Regions from separate parts of the Oryzias latipes genome. Here region 2 is linked to region 1. A link is a contact called in public Hi-C data. All regions are on one chromosome and are shown on one strand. The core of a region is the stretch at or near the end of the contact, and the rest is flanking DNA. Distances in the headings are between cores, read along the strand shown.

Region 1 (7,555 bases), core at 160-2,659:
ATTATTTTTGATTTGTTATACTTTATATATCAAATTATATTTGCGCAGTAACCCAAAATGAAAAGTCTTTAGCATCTTTTCCACAAAGTCATGGATGTGGGAGGAAAGTATGCCAAGGACAGCAAAATTTGCCACAGCGGTCCGATGTGACTCACAACACTTCACAGGGGAACAGATGACTGTCCTTCCTAAGGTTTGAAAATGAGCTTTTTAGACCATTTATATGTGCGACTTCAAAAGCTCTGTCCTTTAAAACAAGCTAAAGCGATGTGTGATTGTGAGAGAACGCAAAGCATGGATGTGAGAGCTTCACCCACTGTGGAGGTCTTTAAAAATAAACTGAAGACTCATCTTTTTCTTCATGTTTTGATTTGATTTTTTATATTGCTTTTTCTTGTATATTTGTCACGTTTTTATAATGAATACTAATTTTATTATCTATTTATTAAATGTAAAGCATATTGAGATGCTCTTTAGCATTTTAAATAAAGTTGAATTTGAATATGGAAAATGTTTAATGGAAAATATCTTTTAATTATTCTTTCCATTATGTTTTTAAATGTTTCATACCTGTAATTATAACTTTGTCTTGAACTAGACTTTTTTCAGGATAAACATATTCAGTATAATTTTTTGACATTTGTTTTACCTTTTCTCTAAATTTTGAGTGAACATTTTTTTTATTTAGGTCACTGATAAATTAAATTCTAGTTGTTTTTCATTTATTTGAGCGTAATTAAATAAACACGTAAGAAGTCCCGTTGATGGCAAACGTTTCGTTAATGCGAGTAAATGTGCAAAGAAAGTGCGTTTTAATACATTCATGTTGAACGCGTAGTTAAAAATGTCGCTGCCCCTCCTTCTGAAAACTGCTTCAATATGGGGCAGAATGCAGAAAACACACGATACTATCTTCCCTACGAACATACATACAATTAAATGAAACATTTCCTACAAAATCCGCACCAAATGCGCAACTCGGAAGGCGTAGGCGTCCACTGCTGGCAGTGTTTATAAACATGGTCAGGCAGCTAGCAGTGGCGTTAGCCCGAGCTAACGTTCACCATTACCAACAGATGGCACGAGCCCAAGTAGCTAACATTTAGCGGCTTTTTCCCGGGACAACCGTCCTCGACGCCAAGTCAGTACTACATCCAGCACAAAGCTCACAAACTTCTCACTCGGTTTTTACATCAACTTATTCGCGAAACTTGTTACCTTCAAGGAGCCGAGAGATGAGGCTATCAACGTTCAATTCTCCCTCCGCCATCTTCACACTGGTACTGTAGCGGACAGCCGGGTCAATGTCGTCAACGGCCACTAGGTGCCGCTGTTTCGACGAGTTAGCGAAATGACCCCAAAAATAAGATGAATACACCGAGTTTAAAATGTATTTTATCCAGTGAAGTACAGTAAACCCTTGTTTATCGCGGGGGTTACGTTCCAAAAAGAACCCGTGATAGGCAAAATCCGTGAAGTAGAAACCTCTATTTTTTTAACAATTATTATACAATTAAATACTCTGTTATACATTGAAAAGAAAGAACAAACCATTTTACAGGCTCAAACATTTGTTTCACAAATCAAAGTACTTTAAAAACGTTTTTTTTTCAACAAATAACTTCTGTACTGTACTGTCAAATAATAATTTTAATCATCAATGTGAACAGAAGGCTTCAAATCGCGGAGATTAGCCCCGCCCACCGCGACCCGAAGAATTGGATTAAACGGGAGAAAGTTTAAAATGATCATGAAAAAAATACAAAGTACAAACGGACAAATAGTGGCTCAGGTGTATTTCAATGCTCTTCAGTCTGAGAAGCTGCAGTGTTTTCTCCTTCTCAAGCCCGCGGTGCAGCTGTGTGTGTTTGTTCAGGAGAAGAACATAGTGATTGACAGTTGGTGTCGCTCTTTTTCTATGGGTTTTAGAGAAACTTGAAATTGCAAGATGATTTGCATGTACGTAATTTGGAAAGCTGATTTACGTACGTGTACATATTAAACTGCAACATTATTGACGCGCAGGTAGAGAAGAAGCGGAGTGACTTTTTTAGCCAATCAGAATGCAGAACACAATGCACCTTGCAAATCCGTGAAGTAGCGAAACCGTGAAAAGTAAACCGTGATATAGCAAGGGATCACTGTATTACATTTTTTTAAGTATTTAACGGATTGTATGCATGGGTAATATTAAAAGATAGCCTTTATAAAATAGCACAATTTTACACTAAAAACTATTATTTAAACATATTTCAAAAAGTGTAAATGTTTTCAATGAATAAACTGAAGTAATACAATTTTTATTTTATTTTTCTAAACACAGGAGTAGCTTTTCCCCATTTATTTTATTAATAGATGTGGCATTGTTCATATCTTAATAAAGTTGAACGGCCTTTTAAATTATACATACATCAAAACCACTTTGTAAAAAGCAGGTTTTTTTCAGCATGAGCCACATGGGCCAGCAGTATTGGCTGCCACACAGGAATTTCTTTACGACACACAACAACTGAAAAATGAAGAAAAAAAACACTAGTCGATCTTTGCAGACTTTAATTAAAAATCAACACATTCGAGATTTATGCAAAACTGTAGAAAATACGTTTATCAAAGTAGTTTGTGTCCTCCTTTTCATGTTTTTCTGGTACATTCAGTACACTTAGTTTAACAGGAATGCCAAATGTACTGAAATCTTACTTTTACCTTCATTCAACATGCCTAACAAAGGAGAGAAACTCATACAATGATTAAATCAACATACATTTCAATGGTTGTGTACAATTTTTTTGCATCCCAAAATACTGCAACTGACTTTGCAATGCCTATTAGACAAAGTGCACTCAAATGCAAATTTTAATTAAATAAATGATTTTACTATATACAGGAATGCTAATGAATAAACAGAAACTGACCATACAATAAACTGTTAGTTAACGACTTGCAGAACCAATTATGATACAACTATTATATATTTTGCTTGTGTAATCAAAGAAATGGACAAAGAAGACTGATTGGAGAGTGGTCATAACAAACGTTGCTGTGTTTTTCATGACAGCAGGCTGTATACCTGATGATAAATCATATAATTGCCTCTGCCGCATTTATTATTTGGTGACATTTTGTGTTTTTAGATGTTTCCTTGACAACCTGTCTATATCACATACTAGACGCAGCTCCTAAATGACCCTCTCCAAAATGGAAAAACAAATAAACACTCAATTACTGTCTTGAATATAAAAAGAAAACAATAACCGAGTTAGCCTTAAGTTTACTTTAATTCCATTTTGAGGCAAGTTTTGCGTCGTCTAATGACAATTGCTAAAAATCTCGTTAAAACATTATCACCCATTTTAAATGTGTTTGCATTATAATCCTAATTTGTTTACAAAAACAGAAATAAGGGTTTTTGTTTGCATATTAGTGTGGGTTGTAATTATGGGCTTTTAGAGTTTGTTGCTAGACCAGCTACAACGTTTAAATATGAATTTATACTAATTTACACTGCGGGGACCACACGTTAAACAATGAACCTCCCGCCAGAATGTTATGTAGTTTAGGTCTTTCTTGAGAAAAGTACATGTTTGTGGTTGAGAGGCGCTCATGAGTGAATAATATGCTTCCCAAAGTCACTTTAAATGATGTGATTGTTGTTGATGTTGTTGTTTTTTTAACACAACTGCCCATTTTGATTTCTGTGGTTGGTTTGGAACACAAACAGCTCAAGTGGCATTTCAAAATGTTGTGCCCCTCATCTCCACTCCAGATTGCTTCTTCTTGCTTCTCTTGTTTTTGCAGTAGAAGAAGAGTCCTGTGGCGGCGCCGCCGACCAGCAGACCGACTACAGCCAGCACAGCAGCGAGCCATGCCTGCACTTTCCCTGAGCAATCTGTCTTGGAGGGATCGTCTGTGCTCAGCGGTGGGACCACCGTGGAGGGACCTGGACCTTTGGTTGTGCTTAAAGTGGGCATACTGTTAAACTTAGTGAAAATGTAAGGATGCTCCTGGAACACAAGGATCCTAGAGTCAGACAAATCATCTCACTGACCCAACAGTTAAGGCAAAGGTTTTCCATCTTCTCACCTCTGTCGGGCACTTAATGTTGCTTCTGTTATTTCGGAAATTGTTGTACGTCTGTTTTTCATCCACTGGCTCCAACTAGAAGAAAAAAAAAACTTGACTGGTAAGGTTTCAATTTTCAGCTGGATAATAAAAGTTCAGCTTTTATTCAGTTGATTTGCCAAACTCACCATGTTGTTCCACACAGCGTTCGCCATGTCAGCTTGTCCTCGTTCACTAAAGTGGAAACAGTCCACAGAGAAGTAGGTGGTATCAGGTTTCCCATCCTGAAAAAAAGAGAGTGACGACAGTTCTCAAGCCAAATGCTCAGGCAAATGTGCCGCTGTGAAATTGGTGGTGCTTACAGCAGTTAGAGGAAGGATGCTGTTTCTGAAAAACGGCTGGACAACCACAGCAAAGTCTTCTCTGCCATCGTACCGACCCCCGTAAACCAGATTTGAAGTCTCGACCTTACAGAGGGAAATGCAAGCGTCCGCATTAACTAGCCTCACAGAGTCTCACTGAAAGTCACAAATGTTAGCCTCACTGGGCACTGACCTGCATCTGTCGATTGGCCCGTTTGACCTCAGACAGCTCTGGGGAATCCTCTCCAGGGTCCAGGAAACAGGGACACACAAACCTGTTGATAAGCAATAAAAATACCCACTTTTGATACAATTTTCCCGCTAAAGGACCAGTAGAAGCAAACATTGAAACTAAAGAGAGTTCACAAAGTCCAGAAAACTAGCCTGGATGATGGATGCATCTGTCCAGTCTAATAATAATCTGAATTTTTTTGTAATCTGCTTTTGACACTGTGATTTTAGTCAACTAAAACCTGATTGGATCATTGCCTACTGTTGTATCAAGTTGCATCCCAATGTGTTCCTCTTAATCTTGCGAAGGTGTTCAATCTCCAAGATTTCCAAGACGTTCACAATCACTCGTGGAACCTGATGTCAGAAAAAACAAGCATAAAAATGGTCATTAGTGTGACCACAGAAAAGCAGGTGTTAAGATTTGAGAATGTAGGAGAAAATGAGAAGGAGTTCAGTATCTGGAAGAGGCGGACATCTCCTCACCTCTTCATACAGCATATCCAAGCTTGTCATCATGTGATGGCTGTAGTTCTTAGGTGAATGGGTCACCTACAGATTGTAGACAGAAAATTCACTGTTTGAATCTACACTAACTGCGAACTTTATGAGGTACATCTTTGAGTTTGGTCCATATTGACACGATTTGTCGGCTGCACATCCATGATGCCATTCTCCCGTTCCACCACATCCCAAAGGTGTTTGAGGTATTTTAGTAACTGTTGTCTTTCCATCAGCTGAAACCATTCTCCTCTGACCTCTGGCATCGACAGGGCAACTTAACCCACAGAACTACAGCTAACTGGATATTTTCTGTTTTTTGAACCATTCTCTGTAAACTCTAGAGATGGTTGTGGGTGAAAATCCCAGTAGACCAGCGTTTCTGGTACCAACAACCATGCCACGTTCAAAGTCACTTCAATCCCCTTTCTCCTCCATTTGGGTGCAGATTGTCTTGACCAAAGTTGCTGTCACGTGATTGGCTGATTTGAAATTTGCGTTAACGAGCAGCTGGGCAGGAGAGTCGGATAAATTGGCTGGTGATTGTGATAATACTTGAATAAACAAGACGTATCAGATCTAATCATAAACTGGTTTTGCTCTACGGTAATTTTGCTTCAAAGCACAAGCTGTGATAGAAGGAGAGGAGGGAAACAGACGTGGGATGAAATGAGTCTGAGTGGATTTCTGCGTTGTTTGTGCCTCTTAAAGAACAACGCCTGTCCCTGTTGCCTGTGCGAGGAGGGAGGGGGGTAGAGTGACAGAATGCTCTCATTGAAAGAAAGCATGTCTGCTCTCATCTCGCTCTGATACAACAAAAACTATCAGGGGGAGGGTGGCTCACAAAGCTTCATTATTCCGCTTCAGCGTGCAGGTCGATTTGAGAAGCGATACCATGAGACAACTGTGGTCGGAGCATCACAAAACACCCCGGGATGTTGAGACATGGTTTTGTGGAGATCCATTCTCTCCAGGGAAGCTCTCTTCTCCTCGCAATGATTTCTTAGAGCGACTCACCCGGTCAGTGCAGTACTGGCACAGGTCATTGCCTCCGATGAAGAGGGTCACAAGCTTCCAGTCATTCTCAAAATCCACACTCTAGTGCCATGAAACGAAAGGCAAAACAATCACAACAAAGAAAGACCATTGTGAAATATTATAATTTGACTAAGCAGGAAGGGCATCAGAAGCTGTCTTTAGATCATACTCACAGGATCAGCCTTCATGGTGTCAATCAGAGTTCTGACCTGCCCTGGGATGCCTCTGATTGCAGTTACATAAAAACAGGTTCATCAGTTTTGAGTTAAAAACATATGTATGTATAAACGTTAGAAGTTTGTATTAAAATGAGAACTTACGAGATTTTAGCCCCAGATATTGCCATGTTAAAGCCCGTCTGTTCTTTTCCAACCCCAAATGACATTCCTTTGATATTAGGATTAAACTTCTTGAGGATATCTGATGAGGAGAAAAGGAAATCAACAACCTCTCTTTAACCCTGCTCCGCCATCTGCTGGCTCTAATGTGCATTGCAGTACATTGACGAAAGGCTTACTAGGTAGAGTTGTGACCGTCTCAAGAGTTTCATCGCCTCCAATGCTGCAAAACAAAATAAGGAATCAATACCACGTTGATAAATGAGAAATACATCTGAGTACATGTATGTGAGACTTCTCACCTCCATGACACCCCTCTGTCCTCGTTCCGTAGCTCTAGAAGGTTCTCTGCTCTGGCTCCAAAACCAGCCTGGAAGTTTTGGCACATTTTTCCCATTTAACATGTAAACTGTAGCACAGAAAAGACTCACAGAAACCAACTGTATTAAAAAACTATATCCAATTATCGGTTTATGACAGGGAAAACATGACGATTCAAAGAAAGCAACTCAAAACTGTGATTCCAAGAGGAGAAAATCCAATTTTTTCTTATTTATTGTAGCTTAAAAAAATTGTTCTGTTCTGGCTTTACTTACCGTTAAGGAGTCTCCCAGAGCACCCACTACCTTGATATCACCTGGCCGTACTTTATGAGCTAACAGAAGATCAACATTACTTTAAACACTTAATTATTTGAATGAACTCCTAGATTTTAGGCAGAAGCTTACCTGAAGTGGGGACAGTGTTAGACGGAGCTGTGTTTTCACAACTGAAGTCGCTGCCCCAGTTCTACAAAATCGCAAAAGTCATTCCATGTATTGCCTTTTTGTTTGCATAATCAGACAGAAACAGGACCTACTGTGACTGGAGCAGACGTAGGTGGAGGTCCTTTATAGGTGTAGTTGCTGTTTATAGCAGTTCGTATGAATGGATTTGTCTGGTTAGAGAGAAGAAATATCCAATGAATACACACAAGCGACCAAAAATGAAATATAGTTTTGTGATGAAATACCTCTGAGGGACATT
Region 2 (7,533 bases), core at 4,975-7,474, 90 kb before region 1:
TTGAACTACAGAAAAATAAGAAAAGAGATTAGGACTAGCAAACTCATGTTAAAAAACAGGTTGCAGAGAAAGAATGGTTATTCAGATTAATAAAAAGACTGAGTAATAGCTGGATTTTTCTCTATAGATGTCTATGGGAGTTTGGCTTTTTGGGACCAGTGTGCACTTCCTGTTGGGAAGTGCTGCTGATAAAATGACAAAACACTGCATTGTTGCCTATTTTACTTTTACACTTGCATTGTTTATTATATTTCAAAGAAGGCAGTGGTTCAAATCCTGGCTGGGACCATTCTGTGTGAAGTTTCATGTTCTCCCTGTGCATGGGTTTTCTCTAGTCACTTCGGTTTCCTCCCACAGTCCAAAAACAAGCTTCATGGGTTGATTGATTACTCTAAGTTGTCCCTAGGTGTGTCTATGGGTGTGTGGCCCTGTGACAGGCTGGTGACTTATCTAGGGTGTAGCCCACCTTCGCCCAACAGTAGCCAGGTTAGGCTCTGGCAACCCTGCGACCCTAAAAGGTATAAGAAGATGGATGGATGAATGGATGGATGAATGGATGGATGAATGGATGGAATATTGCAGTCCCCTACACACAGATGACAATCATCTGTCAACTACACTATTGCTTCTTAGCTTACTTGATGATTTTCAAAAGTCTGTTTTCTCATTACTCAGATGTGTTTGTTGGCAATTGCTCCTATTTAGCAGCCATTTTGGATCCTCCATGTCATCACAGACTCAGATCAGAAAAAGAACAGATTGCCCTTCCTCTTTTTTTTAACTCCATGGTTTAAACCCAAGTCTGTGATAGACTTGTTGTGAACAAAGGTTCCACTCTGTCTTTGTTTAGAGAAGAATAAACACATTGTTTCTGTTGCTTTGGTCTGCATTTTCATTTAAAATTTTCTTCAGTGTTTTTCACCACTTGTGATGTATCCATGGCAACTGCTGGAATTGATGAGTAAGGGCACAGAATGTACTTCAATAGTAAATACACGCGAAAGTGTCAAATTGTGCACTTGTCCTCACGGTCCTCACGTGTCGTCTTTTGGTAGTTATTTTTCAGCTCATTTTATTTTTACTCAGTTTATTAAATAGAACTCTCCATCAACCTGCATTTGGCTCCATGAGAAACCACTCATTTGTGACATGACCGTTTAGTTTCTTTTGCCGTTTTAAAAATGACCATGCAGAGACCAGGCTCGCTTTAGATGTTATTTTCTGTTGATTCATGGTAATCCACAAGCACAACAGCCTCCAGGAATAAATCTAAAGGGCGACACATGGAGTAGAGTTTACCCCATATGGTTTGCTTGTTCATCACTTGCTTCCCACTAAGTTTGTTCAAGGTGTTGACAAATGCAAACTTCAGATTTGAACAATATTTGGAAGAGGCTTGCTAAAGATGGAGGGAAAAAAAGCATCTTTGGGACGTGGGTTTGTCTGGAGCCTCACATGGAATTTAAAGGTGAACATGGGGAGTAGTGTAACACAGCATGGTTCTGGAGGTTTTCTTGCCTACTACGTATCTTTTGATCGCTTGAAAAACTACTGAGTGTTATACCTGTCTGACCACAGCTATAAAAAATGTCCATGACATTCAGAAATATCAAAGGTCAGGACAAGCTAAATCTCATTCTTAGCATTCACCGTGAAAGGCTTTTGACACAGTGACTGGCCTTTTGAGTTCTTAGTGATGCTGTGAAGGCATAAGCTATTTTAATTTCTTGTTTCTACAAAGAAATGTCATGGTTTAGCAGACCTCAAAAGAAGCCATTAGACCTGTATTTGTATGAAATGAGCTGGTAAAATCTGTTTTTTTTGAGCATGAAACTTCGTAGTTCAGCTTGTGTGAACATTTGGAATTCACCAGCTGGGAGCTTTTTCCTAAACTTGTTACAAACTCACAATAAAGCTCAAAAGAACGAACAACTAAAATGCATGAAACCATGATTGCAAAGATTACCAAAGATTCATTATTCTTTATTGAATATAAACAATATTAAAATATGACCATGGTACACTTCATTGCAAACTTCTCGACACGTGAGGGAATAATGACTGCTTCCAGGTGGTCTGCACGGAAAACGCTGCAACGCCGAACAAAGAGTTTATTATTTTGATGAGCCAACAGTTTTACTGTGGAGACTTCACTTTTTACTGGGAGGGCTCGTCCCACCTCGAATACAGCCAAGGAGTCTTAAACAGGGCGCGGGGTGAGTCATTGTGCTCTGTAATTTCAGCACACTGCAGCTATCTTAAGTGACCACGGCTGTAGACCTGTTAACCAGCCTGATCCACATGTAAAACTTTCCTTTCCTCTTAACATGATAATTATAATGTTGCTTCCCAGAGCTCCCTCCCTCAATTGCAGCATGTATAGTTTTGACAGCAATGGTAGCCTACTGAAAGAACTTTCTAGGGACCTGGTGTCTATTCTGGGTCTCTGACCTTATTTCCCGGCAAGGAACCTTTGCTAATCTCTTTTATTGTTCCGGTAGAAAAGCTCCCATTTTCCCTTCTCCTACTTAATGCAAAGACTGTGAATACTATTTTCCATTGCCAAGGACTTTACTTTAACTGCACATTTATGAACTTTTCTTCTTCTAAAACTGACTTTGAGCTGTTCTCTTGAGACTATGCAGGGTGGACTGCTCTTTAAAATTGCTTTTTTTTTCCATTTTCTATTTGCACTTCCATATTTGAAACAAAACCCCCAAATCTGGAAGTTTGAGGTCTGGTGGTGAAGGAAGAGAGAATTACAGCTCTAATAGCAGTTCACTTCCTTTGCCTCCTCTGTTGACATTGGACTAGCCTTTTTTTGGTCAGGTTGCAACAGCTTGTATTTGGATGAAACTGTGGTTGTAGCTGCTGCTTGGATCCCATTGTGTTCCAGACAGACAGGTGGTCTGGAAAGTCTTGCAGAAGTGTTTAAACGGTAGCAGCTTTCTCAAGTGGCTGTCCAATAAAAGTACAGAATATATTCATCAAACACATTTGCACAGTGGTGGAAACCCTCCACACTACTGACTGAGGTGCCTTTCAGCAAGCCGGGCATCTTTTTAATCCCAAAGAAGTTCTTTTTTGTGCGGAAACAGACACAGAATTTAAGTGAAAGTTTCTCAAAGTGAGGCATCCTGTGGGATCTGGCTGCATTGGTGCTTCCCTTTCTCCACAGAATAACAATACCTGCTTCTCTTGCTTTGTAAAATTTCACTAGAAAATCCCAAACCTTACACATTTAGATATATGTAAGCCCATTTGTATTTTAAGTCAATCAATCTGGAATGTTCAGACATTGTTTTAAGACATGGTCAAATGTTAAATAGAGGGTTGACCTTTGGGTTGTGGAAGATCGTAGAAAGGAGTGGCCCAATCTTAAAGGACCTATATCATGCAAAATCCACTTTTTTGAGCTTTGAAGTGTATTATAATGTTTATTCATGACAAAAAACAACCCCATTTGTATTTTGCTCCATTCATCCATCTCTGAACATTCCTCTAAAACCCTGCTCTCTAAGCACCAGCTTCAAGGATTCCTGCACCTTCCTCCTCTACAGATACAGCGAACTCAAAACTTCAAGAGTCAGTTGCCACTCGTTACCGCGACAGTTACCCAGTAAAACGAGCGGGTTCTCACATTGTGACGTGGATTAGAGAGGATCAGCCCCTTCCAGGAAGAGTCTGCGCTGTCTGCACCGCCCCCAGACCAACACACACACACAAACCCACTTTCACTGTGGAGCTAGCTGTGATCTGCAAAACGCTTTCACTTTATATGCACATCCATCTTTTCAAAAGTTCTGATGTTTTTTGTTTTCATGGGTGAAATGCAGACACGATGCCGATGCCGACTAGGTTGACATCATGAAATGGGCAGTACCCACAATGAGCAAAAGGCAGAGATTGAGCCATCTTTATTCTGGGTGGGAAAATGTGCTGCGAAACTGACTGTTTCATTAAAAACATCCTTCTTTAGTGTGCCAAAGGTAATTAGTTGTCACATATATGGATATAGTATACTATAGTATACTAGTATAGTATACTCTGAAAGGCTTAAGAATGGCATAACATAGGCCCTTTAAGTGGAGCAAAGGTGTGCACGCACAAGTGATGCTGTCGTACACTGACCCCATTGTATTACTCTAGTTGTTAATATGTGCGATTACTGGCTCCTTACTGACTTTGTGAATGTCTGTGCATGGGGTGGAGGTAAGTAAGTGTCCATAGACAACTGTTGGATGCCCACACAAACTGCAGTCTGATTGTCTAATCTTCTCATTTCTAGAAGTCTGGCTGGGATGCAAGGAACGCGCTCTTATCAGGTGAGCAGCACAAAACGGGCTCCTTGTGCAGTACGTAGGTCTTAGTGGGGTTAAAATAAAATAAAATCATAAGTATAAGTGTTCGCCATGAACTGTCACTCGCAACATTCCCGTAAATGAAAACATTCATGAACATTTTCTATCAATAGGTTCAATGAGCACTTTTGTCGTCATTAACAGCTGAAAGAGATGACCAGTTTGGGGAGAGTAGCTATATGTCGCCCCAACCCCAGCTGAGAACAAAGGATGCCTAATGACCCGAACCATGCAGTTTAAGTAGACAACACTATCCGGTTTCAGGTCTGACTCCTCCCCCATGAGCACATATAAACCAGCTCTTTTACAAGCTCCTGTATTTCAGAATTGGCAAAGCCTTTTGAATAAGAAACGTCTTCAACTTTAAAACCAAGTCCAGGTGAAAACCTTTAAACCTACTACTATTCTACTGGTAATGTTAGGTTGTGGTTTTGAGAGGCTGTAAGGTAGCAGGAGAGCGTGTAAACAGATGGTTGATGGGAAGGAGGTGGGTTCACTCCGTGTGAACAGTCCCGTTCATACCTCAGAGGTGAATTTCTAAAGAACTACTGTCGCTCTACAGAAATTATGTCATAGAAAATGACACAGGTTTTTTGGTTTTGGCTAAAATTGGCATAATTTTAATAAAAAGACGAGTGGGAAGACTTTATCAATAAATCAAAAGATGATTGGGACTTACAAGAGTGTGGCCTTTAAATGTACTTTGTATTTTCCCTAAGCATGCAAAATTAACATTTATATTGGGAGTTGTCAAAGTTCTCTGACTACAAAAAAGATGGGAGCACAGAAAGACTAGCAAAGGTGCTACCTTCTGTTTTAGAGAATTCCCTTTATATTTCTCTGTGGACACTGCATAAACAACAACATTAGCAAACCTTAGGTTTCTGATCACACTTGCTGGATGCATTTTTCTCCTCTTTTTGTTGGTTAGATGCAAATTCACTTTCATTTTATAGGTGCAGTGTGAAACCCCTCTGCTGAGCCTAAAACCACTCATACCTCAGTGACAAGTGGTTGGAAATCAAGTTAATTATATTCCACAGCACTACACATGCAGTCTGTAAGCTGTATTCACCTACTATTATCTGTCTTAACCTTCATGACTTTGAAACACCCTCTCCAAATTAAAGGTCGGAAATGTGTCAAAACCTGACATTATGAGTCCTGGTGTTTTTATTTTTATTTAGTGCGAGTGTGTCTCGCCTCTGTCAGCCTGGACTTGTTTGACTCCCCCGTCTCCATCTCGGAGATTAGTTTAAGCAGTTTTGGAAGCTCATGATTGAGTGCCGGGACGTTTTCAGTCTTTTGTCAGATCAAAAACAAAAAATGTCAAGATGGCCTGAGGATAAAGAAACAAAACGGGTGTTCAAACAGAAGTTCAAAAACCTTATTTTTCAAAGCAGACTTTGGAAGGTAGTTTTAAAATTGTATTTCACACCACAACCACTGCAAATGATAATGTTTTAGTATTTTGTGAAGGTTAGGTTTTCCATTTTTAGTTTTTTTATTAGGTAATTTTTATTTTATGAACCAGAGATCTTCTATCATCAAAACCAGCTTATATTCAAATAGCAAGCAAGACAAGCACGAAACCAAATACTCTGTGTTGAAAAACATCTTTTTTATGGCAAAATGTGCATTTTCTTTTTATACAAAAAAAACAAAAAACTCCACAAAGAGACTTTTTTTCAGTTCTTTATGTCTTAAAATGGACCTAAAGGGTTTTATGGGCTTTAAAGTCTTCTGGCTTCCTGCTGTTGCCATGGTTTGGTTGCTTTGTTGAGCAAGTTGTTTAGCATACACACGGTTATGTTACAGAGCTCACTGTGGTTTTTCCTATTTAAACAATGGAGAGCTAAAGAGCTTTATTTAGGATTCTGTGATCTACTCTGCTGCCACCACAATGATGAGAGCTCTCTGATTTACTGCTACATGTGGACTCATGGGGTTAGAACACATGCTGAAAGTTCACTCAAGACCTCAGTCAGTAATTCGTTGTAGATAAATTCAGAAACTCGTGACAGGGGACATGAAGAACCCGTGTAGGAAGTGTGAAGGTTTTATATTTAACTAAAATACGTTCAACCTTTAAAAAAAACGCCAAAGTGAAATGTTTTAGAAGTCTTTTTACTGAACATTTGACTAAAGTAAAGCTTCCTGCAAATACTAAAAATTCTAATAAAATATTTGATGAATAAAACTTGAAAAGTTTCTTTGTTTGTTGCTTTGCAAAGTTTTTTCATATTAGTTTGTAGAACTTATTAACCCACAAGAACCCTGATCTATTTTTCCTTGAAAATAAAAATGACTGAGAGATGCAAAAAAACAACTGGACCACAGATCACGTTTATGCTGTTTTTCTGTTGCGACAGTGACACACTGCCATTATGTACATTTTGCGCATTTTCCACATTCCGGTCTTTTGTGATACATGTATGATATATGTAATTCATAGGTGTTTCTTGCTTTCGTCATTTGACAATGTGCGCAGATGTCTTTCAAGGGTTTCAGTTGGCGCTCTCGTTTTTGAGCTGTTCAAAAATTTTGGTCGATTGAGAATCTTTCAGTTTACGCTTATTTTACGTAGTTTATGCACAATTGTTACATTAATCTTACGCAATTGTGCTTAATTTTTGCGAGACGCATCAGCAAATTTATAGTTTTCCATCTGTCTAATGAACTCTTTGCGCATGTACCACCGATGTGTAACTTTTATTTCGCGTATACGGCGCACATATTAGTTTCAAATTACGCACGCACGGATCACTAATGAATTGCATATAAACAGTCTAATAATCACACACGGTTCATGTTCCACGTAGATTTACGTGTTCTTTGCGTGGTTTATTAGTACTTGTTCCGTGAGTTTAACGTGGTTCATTCATGATAGATTTGTGAAAATTTCACGTAACTCTAATGTACTAAGTGACTGTGTGACACAGCTTTTACATTGATGTCTTATGGGTTAAAACAACCAATTTTAGGATTTACAATAGAAATTTCAATGCTGAAGCTGCCTCCAGTCCTCACGGATGTTTTGCACGATTATACAGAATTGCACTGGGCCAATCAGTATTTTCTTTTAAATCAATAATTGAGTGGAATAAACTGCCAACGCACTCAAAATTAAGCAAAACAAAATCTTTTTACCAAAACAGAAAGTCAACACTGT

Evidence for each region. Hi-C and Micro-C count contacts between places; a contact is called where the count stands out from the background.
Region 2: a contact with region 1 is called in a Hi-C map of gastrula embryo, with 2.2 times the contacts expected there. The contact joins the enhancer-like site here to the promoter of LOC101155811 in region 1. A contact is called at or near these places in 4 of 5 Hi-C or Micro-C datasets (embryo, fibroblasts and gastrula embryo).

The regions. Positions count from the first base shown.
Region 1 is chr22:7,929,696-7,937,250 of ASM223467v1, reverse strand. LOC101155811 (serine/threonine-protein phosphatase PP1-beta catalytic subunit) reads right to left here and starts at 1,409. Exons shown (of 8, transcript XM_004082201.3): 1 at 1,219-1,409. The coding sequence starts at 1,270. plb1 (phospholipase B1, membrane-associated) reads right to left here. Exons shown (of 43, transcript XM_004082484.3): 28 at 7,542-7,555; 29 at 7,389-7,466; 30 at 7,258-7,318; 31 at 7,126-7,184; 32 at 6,832-6,899; 33 at 6,709-6,752; 34 at 6,512-6,611; 35 at 6,365-6,416; 36 at 6,171-6,251; 37 at 5,139-5,204; 38 at 4,915-5,009; 39 at 4,615-4,696; 40 at 4,422-4,526; 41 at 4,248-4,343; 2 more. The coding sequence ends at 3,732.
Region 2 is chr22:8,024,197-8,031,729 of ASM223467v1, reverse strand. It overlaps LOC110017536 (a long non-coding RNA gene), which reads left to right. Exons shown (of 3, transcript XR_002292963.2): 2 at 4,289-4,325; 3 at 5,318-5,786. Among protein-coding and RNA genes, the nearest start is that of LOC110017536, 6.7 kb to the left of the region's middle. Within about 2 kb of position 6,224, at least 1 of the 8 cell types and tissues checked has an H3K27ac peak or open chromatin away from gene starts, as enhancers often do. A contact at or near this core is called in gastrula embryo, where this site is marked.